2 separate regions of the Danio rerio genome follow, and region 2 is linked to region 1. The links are chromatin contacts, called in public Hi-C maps. All regions are on one chromosome and are shown on one strand. Each heading gives the region's core, a stretch centred on a gene start, on an enhancer-like site or on the middle of the called end of the contact. The rest is flanking DNA. Distances are from core to core; before and after follow the strand shown.

Evidence for each region. Hi-C and Micro-C count contacts between places; a contact is called where the count stands out from the background.
Region 2: a Hi-C map of embryo shows a contact between it and region 1, with 3 times the contacts expected there. The contact joins the enhancer-like site here to the promoter of si:ch211-207n23.2 in region 1. A contact is called at or near these places in 3 of 18 Hi-C or Micro-C datasets (caudal fin, embryo and an unstated tissue).

The regions. Positions count from the first base shown.
Region 1 is chr15:32,100,722-32,104,975 of GRCz12tu, forward strand. It overlaps si:ch211-207n23.2, which reads right to left and starts at 2,297. Exons shown (of 3, transcript NM_001386226.1): 1 at 1,997-2,297; 2 at 665-760. The coding sequence starts at 2,081.
Region 2 is chr15:32,309,074-32,313,753 of GRCz12tu, forward strand. All of the region lies in intron 10 of zgc:153372, which reads left to right. It overlaps LOC141377864 (a long non-coding RNA gene), which reads right to left. Exons shown (of 3, transcript XR_012390909.1): 3 at 4,015-4,680. Among named protein-coding and RNA genes, the nearest start is that of mir125c, 6.0 kb to the left of the region's middle. Within about 2 kb of position 1,663, at least 4 of the 62 cell types and tissues checked have an H3K27ac peak or open chromatin away from gene starts, as enhancers often do.

The sequences.
Region 1 (4,254 bases), core at 1,047-3,546:
GTTACATTATATAATCTCCTAATTTGAAGTTTGTACATCACAATTTTAAGTTTATATCTGATAATTCAGAGTTTCTCTAAAATATTGTGTTTATATCTTGCACTTCTGTTCATATCTGACAATTTTGAGTTTTTCTTGCAATTCTGAGTTTACATTTATACATCTACATCTATATTTAACAGTTCTGAGATTATGTCTAACAATTTCAAAAAAGTAGAGATCTCAAAATTTTAGTTTACATCTTGGAATTCAAAGTTTACGAAGATTAAAATCTCTCAGTTCTGAATTTATATTCCCCAGTTCTGAGTTTACATCACATTTCAGATTTTATATAGCAAATGTAAGATGGAAATCCCAATTTTGAGTAAAAAGAGTAGTAGAAATAAGCTTCCATGAAATGACTACAATGAAATAATAAATGACAAACAGAAATGTAATGAAAACAAGATATTAAACTAAAAATGTAGAAAGGTAACATAATTACCAGATGCTTAACTACAAATAAAATGAAAGAAAATATAATGAAATACAAATTCTTTTTAAATATTATCCTAAAATAAATAATAATAATAATAATAATAATAATAAACAATTTTGTTTTAAAATAATAAAGTAATAATTTTGTTGATACTTCTTGCTGTTCACTGTTGAATTGATCGCTTACCTGTTGAAACAGTCTTGCAGAAATTGCTTGAGGCTGGGCATTCAGTGGGGGTCTTGCAGTCCCCATCCACACATGTGTAGCATGTCAGCGAGTGCACTGATGAGAGATTACACACACATTACTTACTTTACTTTGTTATATTTCACATCAAATTTTTCAAACATTTTGGTACACTACATTTTGAAAAATGAGATCACATTTGCTTATTTGAGGTTTAAAAAACATTGACAGACAGACAGACAGACAGACAGACAGACAGATAGATGGACAAAGAAAAGTCTGTAAATTAGCAGTTTTTTTGCATTTTGTGATTTCATGTTTTTATATTTTTTATTTTCCCCATTATTTATGCTTCTGAATTAGAGTATGAAACCTTAATCTTTCTTTTAACAAATTTTAACCTTAACAGGTTGGAAAAAAGGACTTTATCAACATTTTTTTGTGTAAAGCTGGGGTGCCCAATCCATTTCTTATGAAGGGCCAAAAACTAAACTTGATTGAGGGTGGTGGGCTGGAGGTAAATATACCAAACTGTGAAGTTGTCAATGTAATTTAGTAATTTATTATTATAATCTAATATATAATTTATTATATAATTTAATTAATACTATAACTTATTGCATTTAAAATATTTTAATTCTATTAATACTTATACATTTTTGTAATAAACATCTTGAAATAAAAACATGAACAATCTCAGTTTTACCACTAAAAAATACACTTTGCTTTGACTTGCTGATGTTTTCCACAATGTCCGCTCTCAATCAAGTGGCTGTATTCAATTATTATTATGATTATTATTTTTAAGAATCTGATTAATTCACAACATTAATTAAAACATTTCATTTAAAATTATTGTCTGGGTTGGTGTTGTATATTACGCAACAAAAACCTTGTGATAAGCTGCCAGTATCTTCTGTTATTTTACAGATTTATTTCTCTTGATATTTTTTCTTAAACATTATATTATTTCAAACTACTAAAATGTCAATAAAAGTCACTTTGTTAAACTGTACAGTTGAATTCGTAACATCGGCAGAGCCGATATTGACATCCCATAATGCAATTCATGACCATAAATAAACAGAAAACACAAAATACGGAAACTGTTAATCAACAGATATTTTCAGATAGATAGATAGATAGATAGATAGATAGATAGGTAGGTAGATAGGTAGATAGATAGATAGATAGATAGATAGATAGATAGATAGATAGATAGATAGATAGATAGATAGATAGGTAGATAGGTAGATAGATAGATAGATAGATAGATAGATAGATAGATAGATAGATAGATAGATAGATAGATAGATAGATTTTCATCTGTACCTGAGGCACTGCAGAGGAGCACAACAATTAGAGCACACACTAGAGTCTTCATGATGGAAGCTGGTCTGGTCACGAAGAGGAACATAGTTCTTTATACTTACTTGGTTACACCTTTTACTAAAAACACATTCCTACTAAAGCATACAAGTAATGCTGCATGACAGGTTTCATGTACTGTAATTAGATACAGATCTTAGCTTAGTTCCCGTAGAAGGAAGTTAAATAATTTTTTTTTCAATTGTTAAATGTTTGAACCAAGATGCAAAGTTCAGTCATGTTCTTTTTTTTTCTTCTTCTCTATATCCTGTTTAACCTGTTTCCTGCCACCTATGATGTTTTGCTAATTTTAAAACTGAGATCACTATCTATTAACCAGCATTAGCATATTCAACCACAACGCACGACACTTACAGGAAATAACAATTTAATGTCACTTCTGTAAAATATCATAACAACTAACTTCCAAATCGTTTTGATTCTACTTAGATATTGCTTATTTGTACAATTCTTGAATTATTAAATGCCATTATTTTGTGAAATGGGTTTCTGAAGTGCAGAGCCCTTACATTTATATTCCTCCAGCATTGCTAACCCTGTCAGGTAGCGCAGAAAGCATCCAATTAATCTTCACACCAACAATCCTCTGGTGTTCCGCAGGGATCTGTACTTGGACCCTTTCTCATTCTACTAAATCACTCAGTTATTTCATAACCTCTCATGGCCTCTTACCTCTTATTAAAAATGCAAATCTCATCTCAAAGTTGAAATTACAGGCCAGCTGGCAAAATGATCTCTAATAGCATGTACCTCAGGGCCATGAAGCCAAGCGAATTCATTGCTTATTAGAGCTGAGGCACGGATGTGTCTTATGGGTAATCTGTCTGAAGATTACTATTTTATTGTTTTTAGGCTCTGGCATTTCTATAGAAGTTTTTGATTTATTGCTTCGAGTAGAGACATTAGAGGATCAAGAGATGCTCAGCTACTGAGTATAGTGAAGCTGACGGAATTTAAAGAATATTTTCCTCTCAAAAAAATAAAAAAATAAAAAAATAACAATATATCAGAAAAGTTTTTTCATAACTCTGCATGTATTTTTCAATATTGCTTAATACGGCCATTTAAAGCATTGTTAAAGCAAATATAAGTGTTTACACTTGTTATTTTGATGCACTTGCTATAATAATTGCTGTACATATTGTTATTAATGAGGAAAGCATTAAATATTTAATGAACTTGTAATTTAAATGTATTTGTTTTGTAAAGGACTATATATTATAACAGGGGTTCCCAAGGTTTTTAGCCTTCGACTCCCAAACAGTGGTGTAAATTAACAAATTACAAATACTCAAATTATTGTAATTGAGGAGTATTTATCAGGAATTGTAATTTACTAGTAGTTTTAAAAATGTGTAATTTTACTTTCCCTTCAGTACATTTTTAATGTTGTATCAATACTTTTACTCCACTATTTTCCTTCAACCTAGACACTTGATTTTTTTTTTTTTTTGATACCAGTCCACTCAAATAAAAAAATAAAAAATAAATTCAAGACATGTTTGGAAAGTGTCCAAAATCTTAACACACAATCCTCCTGTGACTGTTTAGCCTGCATGTCACTGATGGGAAGATAATGTCTATGTATAATGACTGAAATGCTCAAATGACCTTAAACAATCACTAAATGCACTACAGAATGTTACGTTTTCACCAAGCGGCAATCTCCCGCACTCCCTCATGAAGCAAATATGAAAGTAACTGAAACTGCAATTCTTCAAAATTCCAGGCTTCATAATAGAGCAAATTTCTATAGAGCCCAATGTTTCAATGGCTAACTTTGCAGAAGAAAAAAAAAGGTGTTTGCTGCCTGGTACAAAGAACCATTTTGGTTCATATAGCTAATAATACTCTTCATGACAACTGTGAGGGGGTGAACTATTTTATAGCTCATCCCTTTAGTTTATATTATGTTATATTAAATCTGCATAATTAAGGGTGTGGCCACTTGAGTGACAGCTAGGTCTCGCTGGTCGCCATCACTTCACCTTAGCCAATTCCAGCTGATCAGCCGCTGATCTTGGCATATACATCGTATTTTTGTTTTGTTTTCTGTGGCTTTACACAGTCAGTTGCCTTTTGGAATTATTTCCTACAATTATCAGATGATATGGCATGCTGTGTGCACTTAATTGTGCTCACAAAGTATTCACGTGGCCTCCATTTCCCAGGTGAGTGAAATTATATACTTGTATACCATC
Region 2 (4,680 bases), core at 413-2,912, 210 kb after region 1:
GGAGGCCATTTGAGTAGAGTGAACTCATTTTCATGTTTAAGAAACCAGTCTGAGATAATTTGCACTTGAACCGTTGATACAAGGCAGGATGGATCTATGATTTCATGTTGTTAGTGCCAAATTCTGACCCTACCATCCGATTATCGCAGCAAAAATCAAGACTCATCAGATCAGGCAACATTTTTCCAATCTTCTATCTTCCAATTTTAGTGAGCCTGTGAGAACTGTAGCCTCAGTTTGCTGTTCTTAGCTGATAGGCACCTGGTGTGATCTTCTGCTGCTGTAGCCCATCTACTTTAAGGATGGACGTGTTGTGCATTCAGACATGCTCTTCTGCATACCTCGGTTGTAACGAGTGGTTATTTGAGTTAATGATGAATTTCTGCAGTTGGTCAGGTTTACCTAATAAAGTGGCTGGTGAGTGTATACAACAGAACAAAAAATACTTTAAGTCAATTATGGGTAAACTTTGCAATTAATCTAAAAGTCACGTGGTCAACTCTGATCCCCACTTGACAGTGCACATACTGTGATTTAATTCACCAGCATGGACCATGGCACTTTGAGCTAGACTTTATGATAGGGATGGTAAGAGAACAGTGGGATGAAGGGGAAGGTAAGTAAAAGGATAAATAGTAAACAGGTAGGTAGGTTGATCAGGCATCCTACAATGATGCCTAGAGACTTGGAGTGGAGGTACCGTCTCTGTAATATTTTGGTAGAGTGGTTGGACCCTCCGGTTTAACCTAGGAGGGAAGAGAGGGTTATAAAGATTGTTAATGGAAAGCAAGGAAATAGAGGGAGGGAGGGTGGGTTTGATAGAACGAGAAGAACAGTGCTAGAGGGCTGGTCTCCATTAAGTAAGTTTTAGGGAGTAGGTGATTGGTTAAGGAGACAAAGTGAGGTGTGGTTTCACTGCTGAACCTTGGTTAACAAGTTAACTCCATGTAAAATAATTGATGTTTAAAGTCTTAAACAATATCTACAAACTGAATCACCATTGTTAATGGTTTACATTGATTTACCACCCAAAATAGTAATTATATGAGTCATGAATTGAGTGTAATTTCTATAGTGCATAGCTGGCATGATCTTCAGCCAATTGAAGTGATGGACTAAATATGTACTGTACACCCACTGAGGTCAAGGAAGGCCTCGTAGCGACAGATATTGCTTGAGGGCGAAGCTATTGTCTCCATTTGCTAAATGAGAGTCAAATAAGGACACGGCAACTGCTTGCGCTTTTCCATCCAACTTTTCCCTTTTCCTCCATCACACTCACGCGTATTTGCAAGCACACACGTGGGGGGGTAATCAGACTTGGCTGATGTCTGGCTTTTTCAGACACTGCGGCAGGCGTCCAGACAGTCACCTGAAAAAATAAAAAAACGCACTCCATCTTTGAAAGCGCTGCCTTTCGCCATTGCTTTCAGTACTCTGCATATAGATTACAACATTTTCATTTCATTTTCTCATTTCAATTTCTCGAAATGAGGGGCAAATCAATATTTTATGATTTTTTCTCCCCCTCATTTTAACCATGCACTCTCAGTCAGCCATTAGCGCCTGTGTGTTACTCACTTTTAGTGTCGTCATTCGGATAGAGTCTGTAAATGATGCAAATGATATTCCGGCTTCAGGTCTGCTATTGTCCCCCTTCAGCTTTCTCCTTGGCGCCCTCTACTGCATTGCTTTGTAGGGGTTGCCATGGCGACCCAATCCCTGCGCACCCATATTTCAGTACGCAAGCGACGACGAGGTGCACCGTGGAGTTATTTGTATCACCACCAACCAAGGTGACTTTCTCTCAGCACTCTGTTCCCTCGAAAGTCTGCAACCCTCATGCTGGTCAGGCCAGCTTGAGATACTGAGCAGACAGGATATGCACAACCAATATGTGATTTGAATGCATGATATACTGTTATTAAGTTTGTCTGCACTTTCTCAGCGCCTAGAATACATTTTGCTATTATTTTTCGAGTGGAACATATTAAGGGTTTCAATCACAAAAGATATATAGAGGACTTTACAGAACATTAGCTCAAAGTCATATTTGATGTTTTATTTGAAGGATAATGTCATTTTTCTATATGGTAACCGGCTGATTAATCTACAGACATTTACCAGCATTATTATGTGCCTGATTAACATAAGTAATCATTTTAAAGTTAATAATGAGCTTTTTTGCATCTGTATGGACACTACCGTTTGTAATTTGAATGCTTAAAATCCTTTTATTTAGTTTGTCTGGACTTTCTTAGCCACCAGGACACCTTATGGTGTTATTTTTTTGTTCAATTGTTCATATTTTAATGAAATAGAGCCTATAGATTTATAGATATGGACCTATATAGATATAAGACCTATAGATATGGATTTTACAAGACATTAGCACAAGGCTGTATTTGCTGTTTAAGCTGAAGCATGACGTCAGTGCAAAACATGCTTTATATATCATCCGGTCTAGTTAATTATCACAAGTAGGCATGAGTCAATAACCGGTTTCAAGATTTACCACAATTTGGAAAAGTTAAGGTTTTAAAATAGCAAAAAAATTTCTGTTATACCGTTCCTAAGTTATATGTAAGGTTTTTTAAATGTGTTTTTGAAGTTTTGTAAACAAATCTGTGCTTTTGAAACTAATGATGATAGCAGATGTCATTTATTTATTTTAATTATTTAGTTGGACAAGTTTACTTTTCTAAAATATTGTAAATGTTTTCAAAAATCAAATATATTGTGTCTGTTCAATGGGGAAAAATGTTGTTTTTATAAAAAAAAAAAAACTTATTTTAGATAAGTAATCACAACACTGTGATACTGTAAAACCGTGATAGTTTTTATCCAAGGTTATCATACCATCAGAAACTTATACATAATGATGTCTAATCACAAGACATAGTAAATAAAGGATTTTACAGGATATTAGCTCAAAATATGTAAAATATGCTTCATATATCGACCAGGCTGGTTAATCTACAGACAATTAAAAATTTACCAGCATTATTCTGTGCCTGATTAACAGAAGTGATCATTTTAAAAGTTAATAATGAGCTTTTTTGCACAGACACAATGTTTATTGACACTGTTTGTGATTTGAATGCTTGATATCCTATTCTCAGCCACCAGGACACCTTTCGGTGTTATTGTTTTAACTGTTTTTTTGTTCAATTGTATGTATTTAGGATTTCAAATAGAGCCTATAGAGGATTTTACAAGACATTAGCAAGAGGCTGTATTTGCTGTTTTAGCTAAAGCATGACGTCATGTCAGTGTAAAATATGCTTTATATATCATCCAACCCAGGTAATCTACAAGGTTTTTTTAATCATACTAAATAGAGGATTTTACAAGACATTAGCGCAAAGTTGTAGTTGCTGTTTTAGTTGAAGGACTATGTCATATCAGTGTAAAATATGCTTTATATATTAATCAGTCTACAGACATTTAAAAATTTATATATTTAATATATTAATATATATATAATTAACAGAAGTGATTATTTTAAAGTTAATAATGAGGATTTTTAGGACTTTCTCAGCCACCAGGACACATTTTGCTGTTATGGTTTTCCAGTATTTTTGTTCAGTTGTACATATTTAGAATATGTAGCTAAGGCTGTATTTGCTGTTTTGGGTGAAGCATAATGTCATATTAGTGTAAAATAAGCTTTATATATATGGCTGCACGATTAATCAAAAAAGATTTTCTACAATTCAGCCAATTACATTTTCAAAGTCAGAAGAGAAGCGTAAAGGCGGTCTTCACATTGTTTTATATACACTGCTCAGCAATGTGGACACTTCCAAATGGTGTTAAAAGTGTCACATACTGTATTTAAATATAAAGAATAGTTCATTTAAAAATGTCATTTCTGTCTGAATGTAATGGCGTATTCATGGCCATAAAATCACACGTGAGCTGACTGTTTGTTTACTGAGAGGACGTGCCCATGACCGCTGTCTACTTTAGAAAACAGAGTCTGCATAGGCTATGAATAATCAGGATAAACAGGAAGTATGATTTGCATGTATGTTTTTTTTTCTTAAAGTTACGGCAGTTGGCAGCCATGACGTGAGCGCACATCATTTAAAAGATCATTCCGCATTTTAGAGTTATGATCACGACAAGCGCTTGATATGTTTTTTCTTTCATATCGAACACAAAGTGTTGTGCATGAAAATGAACGTTTACTGCATCAGTATATGTACTCTAGTTTAATATAATTGATAAGGGAATCTGATAATGACAAATGTCCGATTTTACCAGTGAAAAAAATGGTTTAATAATGTTATCAATGACAAATTTTTAGAATTTTTAGAATTTACTATTATCATGTGCCTGATTAACAGAAGGGGTCATTATGCAATTTTGTATTTTAAAAGTAATTGCCAACACAATGTGCATGGACGCTATGTGATTTGAAGGTATGATATCCTATTATTAACTTTGTCTGCCTTTTCTAAGCCACCAGGGCACATTTTGCAGACATGTTTTTTTTTTACAATTCAGGAAAACCTCACTATCAAGCTTTAACTTCACAGTAATTGTAGGGGTAATTTCATGGAATGTTTAGCATCATTTTTTTTAAACGGCACATACTGTGCCTCATATGGAAATGTAACCGTTATTTATGGCCGATATGTTGGTTTACCGCAGATGATCCCGAGTGCCAAACTC